2 separate regions of the Mus musculus genome follow, and region 1 is linked to region 2. The links are chromatin contacts, called in public HiCAR-type maps. All regions are on one chromosome and are shown on one strand. The core of a region is the stretch at or near the end of the contact, and the rest is flanking DNA. Distances in the headings are between cores, read along the strand shown.

Region 1 (6,685 bases), core at 4,174-6,673, 1.0 Mb after region 2:
CACTTAGAGTTCTCATGCCTCAGTTTCCACAGCTCAATATTGAGGACAACAGTTTTCTATCACCTGGACTCGTACACCCACTGATTGTCTTGGGGTTTTACAGCTATGAACAGACCCCACAACCAATGCAAGTCTTATAAAGGACAACTTTTAATTCGGGCTGGCTTACAGGTTCAGAGGTTATATGTTCAGTCTATTATCATCAAGGTGGGAGCATGGCAGCATCCAGGCAGGCATGGTGCAGGCAGAACCAAGAGTTCTACATCTTTATCTGAAGGCTGGTAGCAGAATACTGACATCCAGGTAGCTGGGATGAGGGTCTTAAAGCCCATACCCATAGTGACACACCTACTCCAACAGGGCCTCACCTCCTAAGCATGCCACTTCCTGGGCCGAGCATATACAAACCATCACACTGATGCCAGTGGCTGATGTGCTAGCCAGTACGGCAAACTGACCAGGGCATAGTACCACACAGTTTTTATCCTTGTACTCTAGAGACAGAGACAAGTGGACCTCTAGGAGTTTGAGGCCAGGCTGATCTACAGAATAAGTTCCGTACCAGCTTATATAAGGACCCTGTCTCAATTTAATAATAATTATTATTAATAAATTTTAATTTAAGTGTTCCCTTTTATAAATGAAATTATGGGGCTGCCAAGATGCCGCCTGGATTAGTAGCACACTTTTAATTCCAGCATTTGGGAGGCAGAGGCAGGCATATCTCTGGTGAGCTTAAGGCTTACATAACAAGTTCCAAGCCAGCCAGGCCTACAGTGATACCTTCTCTCAAAAATGAAAGAAAAGATGACTTAGCCAGGCAGTGGTGACACACATCCCAGCACTCAGGAGGCTGGCCAATCTCTGTGAGTTTGAGGCTAGCCTGATCTACAGAGTTAGTTCCAGGACAACCAGAGCTACACAAAGAAACCCTGTTCAAAAAACTGAAAGGAAAAAAGAAAAGAAAAAAAAAAAAAGATTACTCAACGGGTAAAGGCACTTGCTACCAATCTTGATGACTGAGTTCAATCCCCGGGACTCATATGGTTGAAGAAAAGAACCAATTCTCACAAGTTGTCCTTTGACCATTCATGTACCATGGCATCCTATACAAATAATACATTTAAATTTATTTTTAGAAGAAAATAAAGGTTTGGGCACGTGGTACATGCCTTTAGTTCCATTATTCTTCAGGCAGAGACAGGCAAGTATCTGAGTTCAAGATTAGCTTGGTCTACACTAGTTCCAGGCTAGGCAGAACTACATAGTGAGACCTATGGGGGAGGTCCATTGTTTAGATTTAGAGAAACGCTCTATCAAAAAATAAGATGGGAGCTGGGCATAGTGGTACATGCCTTTAATACCAGCACTGGGGAGGCAGAGGCAGGCATATCTCTAAGTTCAAGACCAGCCTGAACTACAAAGCAAATTTCAAGAAAGCCAGGGCTACATGGGCTACACAGGCTACACACACACACACCATACAAACAAACAAACAAAAACAAAACCCTGGGGAAAACCTCAGATAGATAGATGGATGGATGGATGGATGGATGGATGGATGGATGGATGAGGTGGGGGGACTAGGCACAGTGGGGGTCCAAATCTCAGGAAGCAGAATCAGAATGATCTCTGAAACACTGAGGCCAGCCTGGTCAACATATTGAGTTCCAGGACAGTCAGGACTACATAGTGAGACCCTGTCTCAAATAGATGATAGACAGACAGACAGATAGACAGACAGGAATAAATCAGATAGAGAACCATAAAAGAAGACATCCAACATCAATGTCCAGCCTCTACATGTGTGTGCATCCTTACACACATGTACACACATGTGAATACATACTCTGGTACATTTACACAACAGAATATTACTCAGCTATTAAAAACAATGACGTATTAAATTTGCAGCCAGATGACTAGAACTAGAAAAGATCATCCTGATTGATATAACCCTGACCCAGAAAGACACACATGGAATGTACTCATAAGTAAACATTAGCTGTTAAATAAAGGATAATCATGCTACAATCCACAGACTTAGAGAGGCTAAGTAACAAGGAGGGCTCAAGGGAGGCAGGAACACAGGATTTCCCTAGAAGGGGGAAATAGAATAGATTTTGCAAGTTGACTGGGGCAATTTTTTTTTCAAAAAGAAAGGACTCTTAACAAGACTGTTTAAAGTGGAATGGATGAAAATACTAATTAGCAAATTTACCATCTGAATGGAATTTCCAATTCCTATCATTTAAACAATAAAAGTAAATATTTACCTACCGCCACCGGAAGCTGCATGGTATTGGCAACTGTTTCACCATGTGAAACCTAATTGTATTTAGAGACAATGCGTTGTTTACACATGTAAGTGAATGACTGAAGTCACTTTTAAAAATGAACTTCAGAGAGTGTGTAAAATTGATGTTAGGAAATTCTTATATAAAATGGTATGCTATTTATTGGCAAATGAACAAAAAAGTGAGCTGGAGAGACAGCCCAGCGATAGAGCACTGGCCTAGAATTTGTGAATGAGGCTCTGGGTTCAATCACCAAAATTGCAAAAAAGGGAAAGGAAAAACTATTACAAAGATATGACAAAGGTCTTGCATATTTTGCTAAAGCACTCAATAATTTTAAAAAGAAGCTAGGTGGAATGGTGTGCACCTTTTTATTTTTTTAAAAGATTTATTTTATATATATGAGTATACGTGTAGCTGTCTTCAGACACACCAAAGGAGGGCATCAGATCTCATTACGGATGACTGTAAGCCACCATGTGGTTCCTAGAACTTGAACTCAGGACTTTTGGAAGGGCAGTCAGTGCTCTTAACCGCTGAACCATCATCTCCAGCCCAAATGGTGCACACCTTTAATCCCAGCATTAGGAGGAAGAGGCAATTGGATCTGTGAGCTAAAGCCAATGGGTCTACATAGTGAGCTCTAGGCCAGCCAGAGTTTAATAGTAAGATCTTGTTCCAAATAATAACATTTCAACAATAAAAATGACCCAGAAAACAAGATGAATGACCACTAGCATTTGAGTGCCCACTACACCAGGGACCTATCTATTTCATAGCTGCCCCAGGACCAGATCGTCAATAAAGGTTTATTAAAGGGGTGAATGACTCTTTAATCTTTAATCTGAAGAAATAGAGTCTCAGGTCAAGTGATTAATTTCTGGTCACACTGTAAGGCAGAGCTTGGGCTCCTACACAGGTTGCTTACTTTGATTCATATTTATTATAGATTAATAAGTCACCCATAAATTTAATGGCTTTAAGGCCACAATATTTTTCACAATTCTGTGAATAGACAGAGTACACACAGGGCTCTTCTTGTCATGACTACGGTTTCATGCAGCTGCAATCAGAGACAGTGGCAAGAGGTAGAACACATGTCTACTCTCTGTTGGAATAGTTGGAATAAGGGATAGTTGGAAGGCTTGACCTCTAACTGTCCCCATGTAGTCTCCATGGGACTCATCAGGCTTCACTTCTTATGAGGCAACTCAAAGTCAACAAGCATGCACAAGGTTCAGAAATGGCAGACTCAATCTACCCGTGTCCGTTGGGCCATAGGCCTGGTTGTCAGGAGGCATGGATCATTATTGGCCTTTCTGGAGAACAACTACCACAGGTGATTGATTATAGGATACCAACACCTTTAATTTTCTTATTACTTTGTTCACAATGAGCAACCATAAACAAAACATGAATTTCTGCTTTAGAAATATTCAGGAAGCAGGGCGAAGGATAACTTGGAGACAAAACTCAACAATTTTACAAAAGTCTACTTTGGTAGGAAAGGTCTGTCTGAACGTAGGCAAGAGCAATTAATTTATCAAAGAAGCCTAGGGAAGGGAAGAAATGGTGTCTGATATCACAATCTACAGATCCCACTAGGTTCAGAACTATAAATATTGGAGGACTTTCTTTTTTTTTTTGAAACAGGGTCTTACCATGTAACCTTGATTAGCCTGGAGCTATCGATATATACCAAACTAGCCTTGAATTCACAGATGTCTGCCTCCAAAGTGCTGTGATTAAAGGTGCGTGTCACCATTCAACTCCTGGGGTGACATTTTAATGAAGTGGTGGAGGTGAGGAAGCCAAAGGAACATCTTGTTTTGCTTGTTTGTTTGTGCTGTGTCGCCTCATCTAATCACAAGCATTTATAGCTTACTTTTCTTGAAACAGAGTTTCACTGGGTAACCTTATCTGCCTTGGAATTTGCTATGTAGCCAGGCCTGTCTCTGCCTCCCAAATACCAGAATTAAAGGTGCGTTCCACCATGTCCTGCCAAGCGCTTGTAGCTTCCTAGTTGCAATACATACACATTTCTTTACTATCCAAGTCCACTTTATTATCCAAGCCAGCTCCATTACAGGCAATGTACAGCCAACTTACTCCATTATAGAGAAAGTACAGCCGACTTACTCCATGATAGACAATGTACAGCCGACTTACTCCATGATTCTTTTTTCTCGCATAAGGCATAGACTATTTAAGAGAGACTATTCAAGTTTGGGATTTATTTTCTCTCTCTATTAGATATTTTCTGAATTTACATTTCAAATGCTATCCCCAAAGCCCCCAATACCCTCCCTCCGCCCTGCTCCCCAACCCAATCACTCCCGCTTCCTGGCCCTGGCATTCCCCTGTACTGGGGCATATGATCTTAGCAATACCAAGGGCCTCTCCTCCCATTGATGGCCGACTAGGCCATCAAGTTTGGGATTTATAATCCTAACACTAAAGTAAAGTGTCTTTTTATTTTCTTTTTTAAAGCAAAGGTGATTTTAAATTATCCACCTTGGTGTGCCTAAAACTGGCACTGAAAAAAACAGGAACGCAGCTCCTTGGAAGAATTCTGGGCCTACGCGGCCATGAGCAACCACGTGGTGCCGAGCAGCGCTGGGTTCTATGAATCAGGGAAAGGAACAGAACTAGGAAGAGGTAAACCGCTCTTGTCTATGCCTCAGCCCGCACCAACAATTTTGTTAACAACAAAATGTAAAAGGAAGAGGCAGGCAGCAAGAAGACGCCATTTCTGCAGGGTCTGAGGCCGGGTCCCACGAGGACCCGGAATATCTGGGCAGCGGGAAACCTGCGAGGCTTATCAGGAAGCCTCATGTCCCCTCACCGAGTTCTGCCGCCCGGCACACGGGTGACAAAAGCACGAGGAACGAAGAAGGGTGGTCTCCAGGCCACTCTGCGGCCTGCCGGCAGGAGCGACACCATTCACTACAGACGCAGTACCGGCTCGCGCAGCCGCAGAGGCTGGGCTTGGCAGGCCCGCTCGCGCCCGTGGTAGTCCAACCCGCCCGACGGACGATACCACACCCGCGAACCCCCTCCGAAGACCTGACAATGGTTTCGTCCGCAGCCTCTGATTGGTCAAACCGGAGAAGGTGTGGTCTCCGCAGTCTGGTTCCGCGCGCCAGAGCGCGCTAGCCGCATTGCGAGCTGGGCACGGAGCAGGCGCCATGGTGAGGAGTGGTGGTGGGGTATTTGCGTAGTGAAGGCCTTAGCGTGCGTCTGGGTTTGCATTCGGGGTCGTGCTCCGGGTCTGAGCCAGGGCCTGCTCTAGCAGCGGCCCCGCGGACTGGGAAGTTTGACTGATGGCCGCGCGCCGGTTCTTTTCAGGTTCTGCTGCACGTGCTGTTCGAGCATGCGGTCGGCTACGCGCTGTTGGCGCTGAAGGAAGTGGAGGAGATCAGCCTGCTGCTGCCGCAGGTGGGTGAGCTCGGTGGGCTCGCGGAGCTGCAATGCAGCCCCTAAGGCCGCCAAACCCCAGCATGCACCGCGTGTTCCCACGTGGCCGACCGCACCGGGCCCGGCGGGGGGGGGGGGAGCTCTAGAATGAGGGGACTCTTTAACGCGAATCTATATAATTGGAAGCGGTCGGAGATAAACATCTCATTTCCATTTCTTGAGAATTAAGATTCGGGGCCCAGGCACCAATTGCTACAACAGCTGGTGCTTCTGCCTTACTGCGCTGTAGAAGCCAAATTCAAAGAAAGCCCATTCATCCTTCTCTCCAGGTGGAGGAATGTGTGCTTAACCTTGGCAAATTCCACAATGTCGTTCGTCTGGTGGCCTTCTGTCCCTTCTCTTCATCCCAGGTGGCCTTGGAAAATGCCAATGCTGTGTCTGAAGGTGAGTCGGTCCCTCCGGAACATGGGATTCTGGGTGGTTGATGTTCTTAGATGATTTTCTTCTAAGCTTGATACAGTCTAGGGATTATTTGAGACCTACAGGATGGCATTTTAAAACATTAATATGCAGGGGCTGAAGAGATGGCTCAGCGGTTAAGAGCGCGACTGCTCTTACAGAGGTCCTGAGTTCAAATCCCAGCAACCACATGGTGGCTCACAACCATCCCTAATGAGATCTGATGCCTTCTTCTGGGGTGTCTGAAGATAGCTACAGTGTACATATAATAAATAAATCTTGTAATTTAAAAAGCACTTAAATGCTTTACAATTGTGCTCCTGGACCTGTGGTAGAGCCAGGCTTTGCAATGATGACTTATATATCTGTCAATCCCCTGAGAGATCACTGACGACTCCATGTGTCTGAGCAATGCCTGCGGGGATGGGTGTTAACTAATCCGATTGGAGACAGTCTCCAATCTGCAATGTGTGGTTTAGAGCTGTTTTCTTTGTCCCAAAGGTGTTGTTCAC
Region 2 (5,959 bases), core at 641-3,140:
TTAGTACCAGGGTGTGACCGAGGTCTGACTGCCCATCTCTGTGGGGGTTGCATTCTTCCTGGCTGTGACTGACCCCTCTGTGAGGACATTCTGAATGCCCCCACCCCTTTCTGAGGGAAAGCTGAATTCTTTCCTCTCATTGGCTTGGCTGACCACATGACCTCTTTGGGCCGATGGGAAGAGAGCAGAGTGATGCATACCACTTCCCAATCAAACCTTAAGCACCAATGTGGTTTTCTACTTATGTCATTAACCCATGACCTTGAGGCAGGAGCTAGGGCCTGGGCTGTTTCTTCAACATGACCCTCAGGATAAGACAAAAACAAAAGTCACAGTTGATTTCACATCTTAAGTAACTGACCATGATATTTTACTTGCACTAATCCCCCCAAATTCTGGGGTTGTCTCTACAGCCTCACCTCATGAAAGCTGACAAAGATTGGGAAAGGGTGCTGGGTTAGGCTTGGTCACAAAGTCCTGCATGGATCCAGGATGACGTCACCTGCTCCACAGCAGCCTCCAGGTTTGATCCGGTTTGAGCTGGATCTAACACTAGCTGGTTAAAACAAAACTCTGACTGTTATTACAAGAATCGGGATGTGTCACAAGCACAGTGGCTCCCCTGACTTTACTAGTGGTGATGTCAGGTGTCATTTTGCAACCTGTAACAGAGTCCTAAGTAACATCTTACTTCTAAAATCCAGCATAAAGATGAGGAAATTCACTGAGTTATTTGGAAAACAAAAAACAAAAAAACAATAACCAAAAAACCCTACACGCCCCATCACAAGGAAATATTGCATACATCACTCTGTATGGTAGACATTTGAAGTCATTAAAAGTCAAGTTACTGAGCTGGGGAGATGGCCTGTTGTGCCATACAAGTGTGGGCCTGCACTTAGCACCCCAGGACCCCTATAGGGAAGGAAGCCAGGTATCGTAGTACATGTTAGTAATGCCGGTGCTCCTGTGGGGAAATGGGAGGCATGTGTATATGTCTTGAGTCACACGAGCACAGGAACTTGCACATATGCACACCTATCACATGCCCTCCCCTCACACACAAATGAAATAGCTAGCTGTGTAATGACACAGGGCAGATGTTTCCATAACCATGAGAGATAACCATGACAAGGAGCTACAGACATGTGCCAGGCTGAACTTATGTAGCAGGTTAGGGGCCATGCAAGCTCATAGTTTTCTTGTTTTTTTAAAACTTACATTATGTGAGCAAGTATTTCACCTCGGTTATCAGGTACATACATAAGTATAAAAAAGACCAGGGGATTTCTGCCAGGCATGGTGATGCACACCTATACTCCCAGCTTTTGGGAAACAGAGATAGGCAGATCTCCATGGGTCTTAGCCAGCCTGATCTACATAGGTCAACTAGGGCTATGTAGTTAGACTCTATCTCAAAACCAAACAAAACTTGAAAACAATCAATCAACAACAACGGGGGGGGGGGGGGGGGTGAGAGGTGGGGAAACCAACCAACCAACCAACCAACCACCAAACAAACAAAACAAGACAAGGAAAAACAAGCCCAACCTTCCGGTTTTCGGGCTAACCTGTTTGTCTCTGCATTTACAAAGTTTTGCAATTGTCCTGCTATGAGTGTGTAGTACTTCAGTCATCACAAACAAGCAATTGCCATTTAAAAGTCTTGAGCGGTCACTTCTAGGCCTGTGCCTCCCGGCTGGGCCACCCAGGGGCCTTAACTGGGCCTCCTGGTCTAAGAATAAGCTTGTGTGTTTAATTAGGTCACTCTCCCGCCGACCTAGAATCTCTCTCTTCTCAGGGCTTAGTGTGGGCTGCCAGAACCCGGAGGAGCCCTTGCAGGTCCTTTGAGGCTGTGACAGGCAGGCGCCACTGTGGTGCTGCCTGCCTGTAGCTTCCTGTGAATTTGAGAAACTTGTCAACTGTCCCCGGGCGGGGCTGTCACCCTCTTGCCTCTCTAGCACATCCTCTTTAAAAATTAATTTAGCCTGCTTTGTTGAAGAGAGAGTGAAGGCGGATGAAGTCAACATCAAAACCACACGGGACCGAGAATAATTCACTAATTCATAGTCCCGAGGTGGCAGGCAACTATTGTTAATTGTTCCTGCTCCCTTCCTGGTGTGTCCTGTGTCACATACATTCAGACCTTGGCATCTGAGTAGTTGGAAGAGGCGACTTCTCAGAAGTTGCTCTGCCTGGGCACCAAAAAAAAAAAAAGAAAAAAAGAAAAAAAAAAACCTCCTGGAGGAAACATTCGGTGGGGTGAGGGAGCAGCATGGCCAGGGGTTCCCGACACAGGGCCTTGTGTGTTGAAAGCAGGGATGCTTCTTATTCCGTTTCTCTAAAATCATCATTCCGTGTGCCACTGTAATAGTGTGGGACATGGTGTGTGTACACATGTGTCCATAAGGAGACTGCGCACACGCACAAGCTGTGTGTGTGTGTCTGCTGGGCACTGTGCATGTGAGTGCAGGTGCCCGAGGAAGCCAGAAGAGGGCGTTGGATTCCCCCGAAGCTGGCGTTACAGGCGGTGAGCCACCCACTACAGGTACTGAATACTGAACTCCTTCCTGCCCTGGGCTCCTCTGGAAGAGCAGTACATATTGTTAACCACTGAGCCGTCTCTCCGGCACCTCTTGTAACACTTCTGTTTGGAAGTCCTTCTTTTAGCCTCTTGGCTGCTCTCTAAGAGTCCTGGTTCTCTTTCTTGGCGGAGGCTCCAGCAAGGGAAGCTTTTCCACGGAGCTGCGTCCCTTGACCCCTTACCCCGCCCAGAGTCCCACTGCTACCAATGACATCTGAGACTTCCACTTGGCTGCTCTGCAGGGTTCGTCCCTGCTCTGGGGCTCGGCTCAGCATTTCTCCAGTTCTTCTCCTGGCTTCCTGCCTGATCCCCCAGAGCTTCCTCTGTGGGCTTCTGCTTTGACTCCACGCCTCCCCGTTAATCCCAGGCTTCTCCATCCTCAGCTCTCGGACCTCCTCTCTTCATTTCACTCCAGCCATCTTCCTGTTGCTGAGTCTAGCTGTCAAGGACGCGGATACAAGATCCCTTAGTTCAGCGGCAAGCTCTGACCGGCCGCCATCTATCTACATTAGTTGGTTTTTTTTTTTTTTTTTAATTAAAGATTTATTTATTTATTTATTTTATATATGTGAGTGCACTGTTTCTGTCTTCAGACACACTAGAAGGATCCCATTACAGATGTTTGTGAGCTGCTATGTGGTTGCTGGGAACTGAACCCAGGACCTCTGGTAGAGCAGAACTGCTGAGCCATCTCTTCAGCCCGAGGTTTTTTTTTGTTTTGTTTTGTTTTGTTTGTTTATTTGTTTTTCCTTTCTATATTCGCGTAGTGGGTGAGTATTCATCCATCCATTGACTACAGTGGCTGTTGTTCTGGGTCCCGCCAAGGGTATGATTGCATACATACAGTAAATCATATTACTCTCACACTTAGAAAACATGGGCTTCTGAGGCATGTCTGGCAGCTGTGTTTCAGATTAGGGATGACAGACCAGCAACTCCCACATCTGTCCTGACCTGAGTCTTCCCAGTTTATGAGTAGTACTACAGCTAACTCTCACCTTTCAACACTCAAAGTAGAAGAGCCGCTGAGCGAGACTGCAGGAGCCTGCCTGATGAGGCCCCTGGATGGGCAGCCAGCCAGGAACTAATTTGACTAATCAGGACGTGGAGAGTCCAGAGCAGGAAGTGTCTGGAATGCTAGAGAAGGTGAGCAGGTGACAGAACACCCCAGCCACCCCACCCCACCCAGTGACACTGAAATAGCTAGCTAGCTCCTCGTGAGTAGGTAGCACCTGTCTAGAAGAGAGAATCTTATTTTTAAGTAGTTGGGCGTACTACCTAGATTAGTCCTTTTGCACAAGGGGGTGGGGTGGGCACAGCGAGGGGTCTATGGGGGGGGTTGTCGGTGTATTCGAATGTTGATTTCCATATCTGGAGATCAGGATGTCAAGGGATTTTAGTATTGTCATTATTATGAAGCATTTTCTGACTATTGTTTTGTAAAACATTGTTCTTCTCCACCTCTGATTGCTTAATAGAGAGCCAATCATCCTATAGCTGGGGGGGGGGGGGAGTTAAGGTGGGGCTTCTGATTTCAGTGAGGGGTCCTGGGTAGAGAATGGCCAGGGGAGGTGGCCAGGAGAGAATCAATATAAGGACATGGGTGGAGCAGGACCTGCCAGGGCAAAACTAAGATGGCAGGCACGGGGCACATGGCTGGCAGCATAGCCAGGTTGAAATAGATGAGTATCTGTCCAGGTGTGATGCTTTAAGATTATTAATAAATATATCAGGTCTCCATGTCATTATTCAGATACAAGGAAGGATGTAAAAAGCCCTGGCCTTTTACAGGGGCTGCTTCTCCAGAAGTCAGAGACTCACAGTAAATTACCACTTCTGCCCCAGGGGGCAGAATAGGGAGGTCACACCCATGCATTCCCGCCTGGTGCAGCGTTGGCCCTGGAAAACCTTTCAGTTCACTACCAGGGCAGTGGTAGACAGCCTTCATGGACTGTGGACAGAAGGATGACGGGTAATGCTGTGATTCAGTTTTGACTCAGCTCCTAGCCCAGGCTGGGCATGAGGCGAATGCTCCACGATTCTGTCTCACTACAGTGACCTCTGTGTAGGACTTGACGTTTCCATGTCCTCCGAGTTTCTCTGCTCTAGCCTGTGTTTGTCTGACTTGGGTCCCAACCTGTGTATCTCTATATTCACTCCCGGCCCCCCCCAACCCCCCAGTTGCTTTGTGTTGTGTTTGTGAGGTTCTGGAAATCACACCCAGGACCGTACACACCCTTAAGGTTTCTACCATAGGACCGCGTCTTCAGCCTGGTTCCCAGGTCTTGAAGGTTGCAGTGAGGAAAGTTGTGGGTGCTTGTTGAGGAGGTCCCCTTGCTCGGGCGCTCAAATTATCCCCTGTCTAGATCTCAGTAGAACTGATGCCCACACCCCTCTCCCCCTGGTTAGAGCCTTCACATGGGCCTCACACGTCTCTCAAACACGAGACGTAACCGCTCCTGTGCCCTCTGCCAGTTGTGACTCTCAGGCTCTTGCGCAGAGCGGCACAGCTGCTGAGCTGTGTGGCCCCTCTGGTTTTCCAGATGGAGTAGCAGAGCATCTCCTCGGCAGTCAGTTTCAACTAAAGAAGGAGCCCCGAAGAGTCTTGATTTTCTTTTCTTCTTTTTGAAACAGACACTCGTATAGCCTAGGTTAGCCTCAGACTTGCTATGAAACTGGAGGATGACCTTGAACTACTTAAACCTCCTGCCTCCACCTCCCAAATGCTGGGAGCATGTGCCAACATGCCCAGCTGAGAACCTTGCTTTGATGGTACAGCACAGTGGAGAGCCCTTGGCCTTTGGCTCCTCAGCACCCAAACTTGTGCTCTCTTTTGACTGTCAGAATGGGCTGTGTGGTTGGTATGCTTGTTCTTGGCTCCCTTCTTAACTCTTCCAGTAACTGCAGATTTTCCACTGGTTCTAGCCTGAGCTCAATGGGCAGGGACTGGCACACCTTCTTCCTATCCCGGGCCCAATATGCCCTGCCTCCCATATTCTCACATGCACACAGATCCACCCTCACACACACCCTCATACACGCATACATACACCCTCATACACGCAAGCGCCTACACTCACCTCACATAACTCCCTAGCAGCTTCCGCTGTTGCCGCTGTTGACATGGAAGGAGCAGAGTTCTTGGGAATGTCCTAATCTCTCACCCGAAAATTCTCCCTACTCCCCACCCAAGTAAGGGAAGCAGCCTTTGTCCTGGGAAGGGCAGAGCTATTTCTGGGGCTTAGTGTTCCACACCTTCCCTAGCAAATGGAGTTTACCCTCTGGCCACAGTCTAGTCAAGGTCCCTCATCAGCATACCTATTGGCAATGCACCAAATCTGAGTGAAGAAGGCTCCTGAACCTAGAACCCCAGTG

Evidence for each region. HiCAR-type assays count read pairs that join an accessible place to other places.
Region 1: a HiCAR-type map of astrocytes shows a contact between it and region 2, with 2.8 times the contacts expected there. The contact joins the promoter of Nop56 here to the enhancer-like site in region 2. A contact is called at or near these places in 3 of 39 promoter capture datasets (embryonic stem cells and liver), 3 of 115 datasets of contacts at active chromatin or transcription factors (astrocytes and embryonic stem cells) and 1 of 9 other capture datasets (embryonic stem cells).

Annotation. Positions count from the first base shown.
Region 1 is chr2:130,268,989-130,275,673 of GRCm38.p6, forward strand. It overlaps Nop56 (NOP56 ribonucleoprotein), which reads left to right and starts at 5,424. Exons shown (of 12, transcript NM_024193.2): 1 at 5,424-5,488; 2 at 5,646-5,735; 3 at 6,044-6,158; 4 at 6,675-6,685. The coding sequence starts at 5,486. It overlaps Snord110 (small nucleolar RNA, C/D box 110), which reads left to right and starts at 6,527; the gene lies at 6,527-6,585.
Region 2 is chr2:129,242,156-129,248,114 of GRCm38.p6, forward strand. No RefSeq gene overlaps it. Among named protein-coding and RNA genes, the nearest start is that of A730036I17Rik, 26 kb to the left of the region's middle. Within about 2 kb of position 1,891, at least 85 of the 459 cell types and tissues checked have an H3K27ac peak or open chromatin away from gene starts, as enhancers often do. A contact at or near this core is called in astrocytes and embryonic stem cells, where this site is marked.